Linked DNA regions of Sus scrofa: region 2 is linked to region 1. Evidence: chromatin contacts called from public HiChIP or PLAC-seq data. All regions are on one chromosome and are shown on one strand. Each heading gives the region's core, a stretch centred on a gene start, on an enhancer-like site or on the middle of the called end of the contact. The rest is flanking DNA. Distances are from core to core; before and after follow the strand shown. Region 1 has its middle 94 kb from the start of IGF1. Region 2 overlaps GNPTAB (N-acetylglucosamine-1-phosphotransferase subunits alpha/beta).

Region 1 (5,569 bases), core at 1,676-4,175:
AGAGCATCTAACTCAAAACATTTCTGTTACAAATGAAGAGAAGTTGTCAGATTTAGTTCAAAATCAGAGCACCTAAGAGCTGATTGGATTTATGATAGTATTGCCAACTTAGAACTTGGTATGACTGAAAACTCTGCTTCAATCTTCCATATGCATACTGGAAATAAGACCAGGGATTCCCAAATAATATCCCATGAATGGACAGTCCTCAAAGTCCTTGCCTTTGTATCTTTCCCACAATGTGCTGATTTCTAGGAAAGAGCTGTTAGAATGAAGTAAAAAGAGGAAGGGAGACCCCAGAAAAATCTTACCAAAACTACTAATTCATGTGAAGAGAGAAAAAAATCCTTTTTTTCCCTGGCTAAAGTAATTTGGTTTGGCTTTCCACATGACCCAAATTCACCAGATAATTACCAGTTCTCTGTTTCTCTTCGTGACGTTCTGGTCTGGCCTTTGAATCCTGAGTGTACCCACAGTCCAAAGGATTAACTGAAAATTTCCCCTGACATTATTAAACCCATATACCATGCATTTTATGGCCTGCTGCAGGACCCCAGACTGCCAGCACTAGGAAATGCACTCAGGACAGTGGCCCAGACCCCCAGATCAGAAGAAGGGAAGGGGGTTATTGGAAGAGAATAGCTGGGGTGGCAAACCACAAGAGGACAGGGATATGTCTGTTTTGTACGTCATTTTATCTTCAGCACCTTGTGCAGTGCCTGGAGAACATATAGAAGGGATCCAATAAATATTTCTTGAAAGCATTTACAAATGAATGAATAAAAAAAAAATCAAGTGAAAAACCCCAGAAAGCAAATTCTCTCTTGGCTATTGTAAAAAAACAGAGTTGGTCAGCTCTATACCACACACACACACACACACACACACACACGTCTTGGTGTGGCTGAACACAAACAGTAAGAATAACTGTAAGTGACAATTATTGAACCCTACTATGTATAAGGCATTGTTCTCAGCAAGTCCTATATGTATATTAATTCATTTCTATTCATACTGCAAACCTATGTGCTAGATACTGTGATTATGGCCCCTGGCAGATGAGGAAGTCAAGAGTTTCGTATACTCCCTCAAAGCTTCCAAGCTAATCAGGAGATAGAACCAGGATACAAGGCAGTGAGTGGCCTGGCTCCAGAGACTACTCTAGGCTCTATCAATTTGCTAAAACTGAAATTAAATCAAAGTAATGAAGACGGTTGGATACGAGTGCTAGGGGCTTCCCCTCCACATTCCCACCCATCATCTGGAGACTGTGCCTGTGTTTCACACATTTATTAGTGTCCTTGGCCATTAAAAAGAGAAATATCCAAATAGGTAGCTCAAATGGAGGTTAGCAAAATCTTGAGGCACTATGGCTGTCACTTCTGATGAAAATCCATGGGTGACATGCAGGCAGCTGTTTACAGAGGGTCTTCAACAGAAAAGGCTGAGAGAAACAGCCCACGTGGCTCTCCCCTAAATGGCAATGCAGAGTCTGCAGGACACCCCATCCCTCTATGCTTGCCAGCACCCCACCTCTGATCTCCTTCCATCTGGCCTGCTCATCCAACCCTCAGCCTACCACTTCTCCTCTCCCTCTTCTATTTAGGTGACCACGCACCACTGGTCCAGAGAGCGGGCTCAGGTGCCTGGTTCTTTCCCTATTCCCTTTGCCACCTAATTTTATGTCATAGATTCCATAGCCTGCTTTCTTAAGAATCTTCCTTTGGGATTCTCAAGGGCTCTCTCCTCTCTCAAAACCTGGCTCTTCCAAATCTAAAGCTCTGGCACTGGAAGCCATGCTTCTGTTGTGAGCTGAAAGAACCTCTTTTATTAGTTTCTTCCTTTTCGCTTTCCTGATCTAACAATCCTAACTCTCCTCAAAGCAATACAGATGCCTTTGGCTGAACAGGGAAGAAATGCTGAAACATAGAGATTAGGATTTCAAAAACAAAACCAAAAACCTCTCTTTCAAGCTAGTCAACTACAGGCCAGTCAGTTTTTAAAAAATCACCAAAGCTTAATAATTCACCTCATTGAAGTGCCATGTTTCATTTTGTTTTGTTTTGTTTTGTCTCCTCCCCAAACCTGCAGAAGGAATTCTTGGACATGGCCCCCTTTGCTCCAGAGTGTTAAAGAGCTCTGGGCCTTAGCTTTTGTCCTGAGTCTGCTGTTAACTTACTGAAAAACTTGGGCTGGCCACTTCCCTGCCCTGGCTGACTGTCCCAGTTGTACCGTCTACAGAAAGATCATTTCACCCACTGTTTATGAGGCAATTACCGTGGGCCACATCTCTCCAGGAAGGTATCCACGTATTGCTTCTCTTGATTTCACAAGAATCCTGGGAGCGAGGAAGGTATTTTTATCCTCATTTTACAGATAAGATGGCTGAGGCTTATCATCTAGGTGCAGTGATAAATCCAGGATTCAAACCCAGGTTTTCTGGACTCTGAAACCCTTTCCCTCTACAACTATAGTATTTAGATTAGGAGTGTGTGTGTGTGTGTGTGTGTGCACGTGTTTGTGTGTTTTACTACAGAGCTGCTCAGTCTATCATAGGGGAAACATTAATGGGCAAATACAAAGTCTGAAACACATCTATGCACAAGACTGGAAAGGGAATACCAAGAGTTAGTGACTCCAGTCAAGGGGCAGAGCCACAGGATATCCTGGTCCAAGAAGATACCGGCAGCAAATGTGAGTGAACAAGCAAATTCCCTTTGGTTGACCAATCTGGGTTGATTACGTTGTTGGGACAATTTCTCACCCTGCTAAGGCAAGACCAGAGTTGCAAAATCTTTTAAAAGGGCAAGGCAGAGACCACAAGCATTCTGGCAAAATTCTGCTTTGCCGTGGCCTCTCATGCTGACTTATTTCTGTTGAAATGATAAGGATCCCAGGCAGGCTCTCTGGGCAGAAAACTCCAGTGCTTAGGGAGGGAGCCTAATTGGGAAATGGACAACGAACCATATGCAGACTCTTGTAGCCCTGACACAGCAAAACACTGTCTTTGCTCTGGATGGCTAAGTTGTTTTCCCACTGTGCGCGTGGGAGAGAGATGACGCATACTGTGACAGTAACTGCGAACAGGTGGGGGGAAAAACAAGGGTCACTTCCAAGAGGTCTGTTAAAACTTTCCCTTTTCAAAGTCTGAGGAAATAATAATGTGACTGCCCAAGTGAAAATCTATCTGTTGCTATGCGTTCAGCGTACACCTTGCTTATCCACTCAAAAGTCTCAATTAAAATCACAGCTGTTATTTGTGTATTGGGTTCAGACAGTCTCCCATGGCCATGGCAAAGGAACAAAGGAAAATACCCTTGTTGGTCATTACACCTGCAGCTGGGATGAATGGTGGTTGATGTCAGCTGCATTCATATTGTATCTGGAATAATAATAATGCCTTTCATTTGCAGAAAGCTTTACAGTTTATGAAGACTTTCATGTGGATTTCGTGCATTCATTAAAATTAAACATGGTGCCTCCCTCACAGAAGACAATATAGGAGGATGCTTTTTTGAAAATCAGCTCCTGCAGCATGTAGATGACCAAATGTTTCTGAGCGCTTCAATATATTCTTTACATAATCATAGCACCCGCAGATTTCCCTTAACAAATTTCTTCTCTATTGTAACAACTGTAATACACACACACACACACACACACACACACAGCCTATCTCCTGTTCTTAGTTGAGTCGTCTTTTTGTCTTATTTGCCTATTGATTGCTAGGAGTCCCTTATACATTCCTGATACGAGTTCTTTGTCAGATATGAGATTGTGACTCTCTTCCAATTGCTTATAGAGACTGTGATTAGTAATCTGTTGAACATTAAACTTGGAAAAACTGCTTTAGTCCAACCTCTTCATCCACAAATGAGAAAAACTGGCCCAGAGAAAAAGAAGTTCACGTAGTTACTTAGCAGTAAAATTAAGATTCGAACACAAGTCTTCTGACTTTTTCTACTGGGCTGTAGGAGAAATACAGAAATATTTCTGCACTGGTGAATTCTTAAGTTGTGGTAGCCATACAAGGTGATACACTTACACAATTCACACCTAGCAATTAAAAAGAAAACCATCTACTGGAATATAAAATAATATTGATAAATCTCAGATATAATGTTAAGTGAAAAAGTCAGACATAATAGGCTATACACTGTGTGATTCCATTCACATAAAGTTCAAAACTAGGCAAGAACAACCTATGGTGTAAGAAATTAGACCTCTATTCCTTGAGAGAGGATAGTGACCGGAAGAGGCTACGGGGGAGCTCTTCTGGTGTTGAAATATTCTATATCTTGATGCAGGAGGTAGCTGTATGGATGGATACATACATAAAAATTCATTAAGCTGTACATTTAAGGTCTGCATATTTTGCTATAAGTTATACATTAGTAGAAAACAAGGAAGAAAACCAAAGCAGAGACTTAACTATTTCCCATTAACTTGATGGATATTGAGCAAAAGAGAATAACTCTGGCCCTCAGATGATTTTCAATCTGAATTATTCCTTTTGGCTGACTTTCACTATTACACAAACCACAAAGTTGCCAAATGTCTACTTCTTTGAATAGTCTGGCTCTGCCTTGAACAAGCCGTGGGTTGGGCTAACTGACTTTCCAAATCACTCCTAGATTCAAATTTCTGGGATTTTTTGAAAAAGAGATGCCAAAATATATATAATCTCTGACTGGGAAGAAACATCAGAGGTTGTCTGTTATTTTGCAGGTGAAAAGAATGAGCTTAGAGAAGGGAAATGACTTGCCTAAGGCTGCCCTGATATAGTTTAGCACAGCTCTGCTGATTTCATCTCAACTCAGGTCAACAAATGCTCCCTGAGTGCCTTGCCATGTGCCAGGCACTGAGTCAGACACCGCGTTGAGCTCCCAGGTTCCATCAAGCCACCGCTAAAGGTGCCATTGTATTGCTTTGTGAAGGAAGCAAAGGGCTCTTTTCCCACAACCTAGTGTGAGACCACCAGTAGACAAGGCCAGAAGACTTAAAAAGGAAGCAAGACAAAGGTCCAAGCACCAAAGTAATGGAAACACATAATATCCTTTCCTACACTCAACCACAGAGCCATCAAAGTCTCTCCTTGTTCTGAGACTCTAAATCATGATAGTGGTACATCATAATTCTGGAATCCACCATAGGAAAATTTTGACCATATGGCCTACCACCATCTGAACCTGAAATTTCCCATTTTGTAAATTTCTACTTCCTCTCTGAAGCAACTTGCATCTTCAAGCAAAGTTCTATTCTCCTCCAGCTGACTTAGCAAACATGAGGAAATAATTGCTATAGCCTTCTTACAAAGTAGCTGTAGGAACCAAGCAGGATGAATGTGAAACTTACCACTCAAAGCATTCAGAACATAAGAATTCACCCTTGTGTTAACAGCTTAGTAAAGCAGACCCAGCTCAGAGAGAAAGCCAGAGACATAGACTGTCATGAGTCTACCATCGACCTGCTACATTATCCCCACTCTGGGCAGTCCCTTCTCCTCTCTAAGCCTCTATTTTGTAATGAAGTGTTTGAACCTACAGGACTATTTCTTCATTTACAAATT
Region 2 (5,569 bases), core at 2,016-4,515, 430 kb after region 1:
GTTTAGGGAGTTCCCTGGTGGTCTAGTTAGGACTCAGTGCTTTCACTGCTGTGGCCACATCAAGACACTGCATGCCTCAGCCAAAAAAAAAAAAAAAAAAAAAAAAAAAAGATAGTGTAACAGGAAGGGCTTAGAAAAGCATGATTCTAAGGACTGCCTTGCTCCAGGCCTTACTGTCTTCAGGAGTCAAATGAAGCTGTTTCACAGAATAGAAGAAACAATGGCATTTTAAAAGATGCTTTAAAATCTTTGTAAGGAAATATAAATCCAGCCTAATGTTTAAGACAAAAGACTTTTTCATATCGATAAATTTGTTCAAGTTAATTGGATAAAAGGACATAACCTGTTTCTGTTCCAGGATGCTGCCCCTCAGCATGGCTCATAAGAACTTCCTCTGGAGTTCCAGTGGCTCAGTGCTAATGAACCAGACTAATATCCATGAGGATTCTGGTCTGATCCTTGGCCTCGCTCAGTGGGTTAAGGATCTGGTGTTGCCATGAGCTGTGCTGTAGGTTGCAGACGTGGCTCAGATCCCAAGTTGCTGTGGCTGTGGTGTAGGCCGGTGGCTGTAGCTCTGACTGGACCCCTGGCCTGGGATCCTCCATATGCTGTGGGTGTGGCCCTGAAAAAAACAAGAAACAAAAAACAAAAACAAAAAGAACCTCCTAGAACTGAGTATGTGAAACTCTGGCCTGAAAAGCTGATTCTGCTAAAACCCTCTCATTTTAATACCTAGTGATTTGTCTCCAAAGTTGAAAGCAAAGAAAGGCTTCCTACACCAAGAAAACTTTATAACCCTACAAACAGTTCTATAAATCTTACAGTTAACACAAGCTAAAAGTTGAGGAGATACATTTCAAGAGAAAACATGAGTATATTCAATCCATAAACAGGACAAGGAAATGGAGAATGAAATATCTTAGGAACCAGGGTATACAGTTTGTTGTTAAATTTCTCAATACTAGAACTGGTTTCTCTGTGCTTAGAAATTTTGTAATTAAAAATTTCCGTCTCTAAATGACAAAAACGAAACCCCAAACCATAGATTTAGACCTCACATTTTGTATAGCTCTGATTTTTAAAAGAGAAATGCAAACTTAATCAACTATACTTCCATTAAAAAATAAATTAAAAAATACAAAGCTTAATACTTAGAAGTACATGATGGCATCATGTCTTTTTACTCAAGCTTGCCCACTTTGTACACAAACCAGCATTTGATATGACTGTAAATGTTATTTTGAAAGATGGGAAATTTCCCACCCCAAAAGACCACAGCTTCTCAATTTTATTTTTTGTTAAATACCTCTCTGGGGGAAAAAAGGAAAAGAAAAAAAGGAAGGGAAGGAGGGAGGGATGGTTTTCATTCTTCTAAATCAGAATATACAAGTGTGATAAATTTATTATTTTGGGGGATGGCCACATCTGCGGCATATGGAGGTTCCCAGGCTAGGGGTCAAATCTGAGCTGCAGCTGCCGGCCTACGCCACAGCCACAGCAACTCGGGATCTGAGCCGAGTCTGCGACCTACACCACAGCTCATGGCAACGCCGGATCCTTAACCCACTGAGTGAGGCCAGGGATTAAACCCACAACCTCATGGATACTAGTTGGCTTCGTTACCAATGAGCCACAATGGGAACTCCAATTTTTTTTTTTCTTGAAAATGAAACCAGCTATAAAAAGAAAAGGCTAAATGTATTTTAAGTGATTTAGAAAAGTAAATCATATAGAGCTTTTTAAACCGTCTTGATATGGACTAGTAAATCAAACCATCTAATCACCTTCGTGTGGGGAGAAAGGAAGAGTCTGGCCTCTTGGGACTCCACAAGGCTGTTACTTTAAGTACAATATCAATATTTGATGTCTTTAGCCAAGCACTACAAAGAAAAATAAATATTTTCACATGGCTCATGAAATCGACCCTGTGGAAGGAAAGTAAACAGATACTGAAGTGTTCTGACATATTTTTCCATTTGCCTTTCACACCATTCTTTTGCCCAAAGATTTTTTTGATCTAACCAGACAATGTTGAGATATTTTCTTAATGATTTACCCTTTTCTCCCAATTGTTGTCCTGAGGCATGTTGACACTTGGCTGTTAACCTCGGCTTTCTCCATGGCTTTGGGGGGTGGGGTGGGGGTGTCAGGCTTACAAGGACACTGACAGATGTGATGGAAAAGGATACTGGGGATGACGGCTGCACAGGAGACGGCAGAGATGGCCATCCGGACATGACACGTGGAAAGGCGGTTCCACTGGGGACACGACTTGTAGGAGATGATGGACTGCAGGAGCGTGTACACGACACCGCAGACAAATGCCAAGAGGGCGCCACCGTCGTGCACCACCGGGACAGCTAACTCCTGGAGAGAAAGTCACACATGAGATGTTACACATCGAGAGCCAAATGCACGGGCATATCCACTTAGGGACATTATATATGAAATAAAAAGTACTTCTGGATTTTCTGTTTGGCTCAGCAGAAAGAAACCCAACTAGGATCCGTGAGGAGGCAGGTTCAATTCCTGGCCTCGCTCAGTGGGTTAAGGATCCAGTGTTGTTGTGAGCGATGAGGTGGGATCACAGACACAGCTCAGATCTGGCATTGCTGAGGCCGTGGCATAGGCCAGTGGCTACAACTCTGATTTGCCCCCGGAGACCGGGAACCTTCGTGTGCCGTAGGTGTGGCCCTAAAAAAAAAAGAAAGAAAAGGAAAAAATATTCTTTAGAAGGGAAATGACTCAGATCAGACAGGAATTTTGGAGAAAGGTTCAGACGACGTCTGGCACCTTTTTGGAAACTCTCTTGTTAATTGAAAAGATAGTAAAAAAAAAAAGAGAGAGAGAGAGAAAATTGACTGTCAAGTGGGTTCAACCTCAGAAAACTTAACTTTTCCAAAAAGGAGATTTCTTGAGGTGCAGGAAAGCACTGACAGAAACTGCTTGGTGAGGACACAGCAAAAAAGTAGCCATCCTAGAGTTCCTAGTGGCTCAGTGAATTAATGGTCTGGCATTGTCACTGTTGTTGCTTAGGTCACTTTTGCGGCACGCGTTCGATCCCTGACCCAGGAACTTCCGAATGCTGAGACCAAGAAAGAAAGGGGGGAAAAAGTAGCCATCCCACCCACCAGTTCAGGAACAAGAACTTCTGATAAATGCAATTAACTCCCACTCAGGAAAAAGCGCCAGTCAATGCTCTCTCTTGCCCCCACATCTCTAGTTCTTCTTGAGGTAACAGCTCAAGCTGGTTTGCTCATGGCATGTCGAAAATGAATTACAGGATATCAAACACGGAAGTCGTAAAAAACTATATTTATGGGAACAATGACAAGGCAAACACTTTGCTCTAGGGGAAAGAGAGTCTATTTCTGGTCCATGTGAAGATGGAAACACTTCACAGAAGCTTTAAAGGGAAGCAAAAGCTTCATGCTCTAACCCCCTAAGTCTTCTTCCTAAAGTCTGTCCTTTTTGGTTTAAACATTGACAGCCGTATCATTATGATGTTGCGATGCTGTATCATTGTGACGGGATATCATAGAGTGCACACCCTCCCCCCACGGAACACTTCATACCCACACTCTTCTAGACAAATTAAGTCATTCCAGCTCTCCCTTGTCCCTTTCTTTTTCTTTTTCTTTTTTTTTTTCTTTTTAGGGTTGCACCCTAGGCATATGGAAGTTCCAAGGCAAGGGGTTCAATCAGAGCTACAGCTGCCGCCCTACACCACAGCCACAGCAACACTAGATCTGAGCCGTGCCTGTGACCTATACCCCAGCTCCTGGCAACGCTGGATCCTTAACCCACTGAGCGAGGCCAGGGATCAGATCCTTATCCTCATAGATACTAATTGGATTTGCTGCACCACAATGGAACTCTCCCTCTTCCCTTTCAAATTTTTTTTTTTTTCCAGCATGCTTTCTGATGCTAGAACTATGAACTGTGTGCATGCTTTTTCTCACTGAGATTCCCTCATTCTGGCTTTGAGGTGAACTCTTCCTGGCAGGTTCTGGGCAGACTGCTTCGATTCAAAGGTAGCTTGTGCCTTTCATGACTCCTGTGATCTTGGGCAAGTGCTACCTCTCTGGGTCTCCTTTTCTCCATTGATAAATGAGGACAGTAATATTACCTATCTTCTAAGGGCGATGTTAGAATGATACGTGTCACGGCATGAAATATTTTCAAAAATGTCTATCGCCTAGAAAACCTCCATACATGTTGTGATGAAACCCAAAATGCGCACAATCATAAAATGTAAGGAAACAGCACAGTCTCTGCCATGTGACACATGTCACAGACAACTAGTGGTGTTTGTTTCCTCATACAGAGAGGATAAGGATAGGAAAGCTCAGTGGAGCCAGAAGGAAACTGAGTTCACAAGATGCCCCCCAACAAGCCTCATGCACTTGCTCCAGGGAGGCTGCAAATTCCGCTCTGGCCCTTCGCCAGTGTTAACAAGGGAACACTGGTGCGTAGGGATTTCTAACGTCCCCCAATGAAAACCTGTTGGGCGCTAGACCTGAGCGTCTCTCCCTGCACCAGGCTATCTTGAAGATTCTGCGTAATACAAGGAACGGTGCCTCACCCCTCGAACCCCAGCACTGAGCTTCCCAGAGCACTTTATTACACTGTCCCCCGCCTCCTCCCTCCCACCCAGCCCGTGACAGATGGCTTCCTTCATGGGCAGGGTGGAAAAAGTGCAGGTCAGGCAGAGGGCTCTCTGATAATGGTCTGGCTTCATGAGGGGCAGAGATTAGAGAACAGGTGGACAGCAGGCGATGCAGGTGGCGATCAGAAGTTACTGGCCTCCCAGGTCCAGGCTAGGGGGGCAGCGCCCCTTTGCTGTGGCTTCAGCCTGCCAGGGCTGAAGGCTGACAGCTTTTTATGAAAGTAAGCATCGCACGAGATCAACTCGCTTCTCATGGGAAAAAAACCTCAAGGAGTACCCCGGCAGAACCAAAAGTCCCCCAGGAGTAACTTCCTTTCTGTGGTCACACAGGGAGTGTCGGCCTCTAATGATGAACCAATGACCACGATGGCCACCCGGTACCGACTCCTGAGGACTGTCCATTGTGTGGCTGAATCCTAGCAACAGGCCTGTGAGGCAAGTGCTATTACAATTAGTACTCATTAGAAATACAACACCTCAGCACAGAGAACTCTACCCAATATTCTGTAATAATCTATGTGGGAAAAGAATCTGACAGAGAAGTTCCCCTCCCGGCTCAGAAGAAACGAATCTGACTGGCATCCATGAGGACACAGGTTCGATCCCCGGCCTCCGTCAGTGGGTTAAGGATCCAGCGCTGCCTTGAGCTGTGGTGTAGGTTGCAGACTCGGCTCGGACCCCATGCTGCTGTGGTTGTGGTATATGCTGGCGGCTACAGCTCCAATTTGACCCCTAGCCTGTGAACCTCTACATGCCTCGAGTGCAGCTCTAAAAAGACAAAAGACAAACAAAAAACCATGAAGAAAAGAGAAAGAAATATAACACCTCAGAGTTCCCTGGTGGCTCAGTGGGTTAAGGATGTGGTGTTGTCACTGCTGTAGCTTGGGTCACTGCTGTCTC

What was found. HiChIP or PLAC-seq counts read pairs in DNA pulled down with a chosen protein or histone mark.
Region 2: an H3K27ac HiChIP or PLAC-seq map of alveolar macrophages shows a contact between it and region 1. The contact joins two enhancer-like sites. A contact is called at or near these places in 2 of 47 Hi-C or Micro-C datasets (both in embryonic fibroblasts) and 1 of 2 datasets of contacts at active chromatin or transcription factors (alveolar macrophages).

Annotation. Positions count from the first base shown.
Region 1 is chr5:81,872,201-81,877,769 of Sscrofa11.1, forward strand. It overlaps a transcript of IGF1 not described here. Among named protein-coding and RNA genes, the nearest start is that of IGF1, 94 kb to the left of the region's middle. Within about 2 kb of position 2,926, at least 11 of the 83 cell types and tissues checked have an H3K27ac peak or open chromatin away from gene starts, as enhancers often do. A contact at or near this core is called in alveolar macrophages, where this site is marked.
Region 2 is chr5:82,300,051-82,305,619 of Sscrofa11.1, forward strand. The region is part of intron 4 of GNPTAB (N-acetylglucosamine-1-phosphotransferase subunits alpha/beta); the gene reads left to right. DRAM1 (DNA damage regulated autophagy modulator 1) reads right to left here. Exons shown (of 7, transcript NM_001190286.1): 4 at 2,190-2,367. Among named protein-coding and RNA genes, the nearest start is that of DRAM1, 23 kb to the right of the region's middle. Within about 2 kb of position 3,266, at least 5 of the 83 cell types and tissues checked have an H3K27ac peak or open chromatin away from gene starts, as enhancers often do. A contact at or near this core is called in alveolar macrophages, where this site is marked.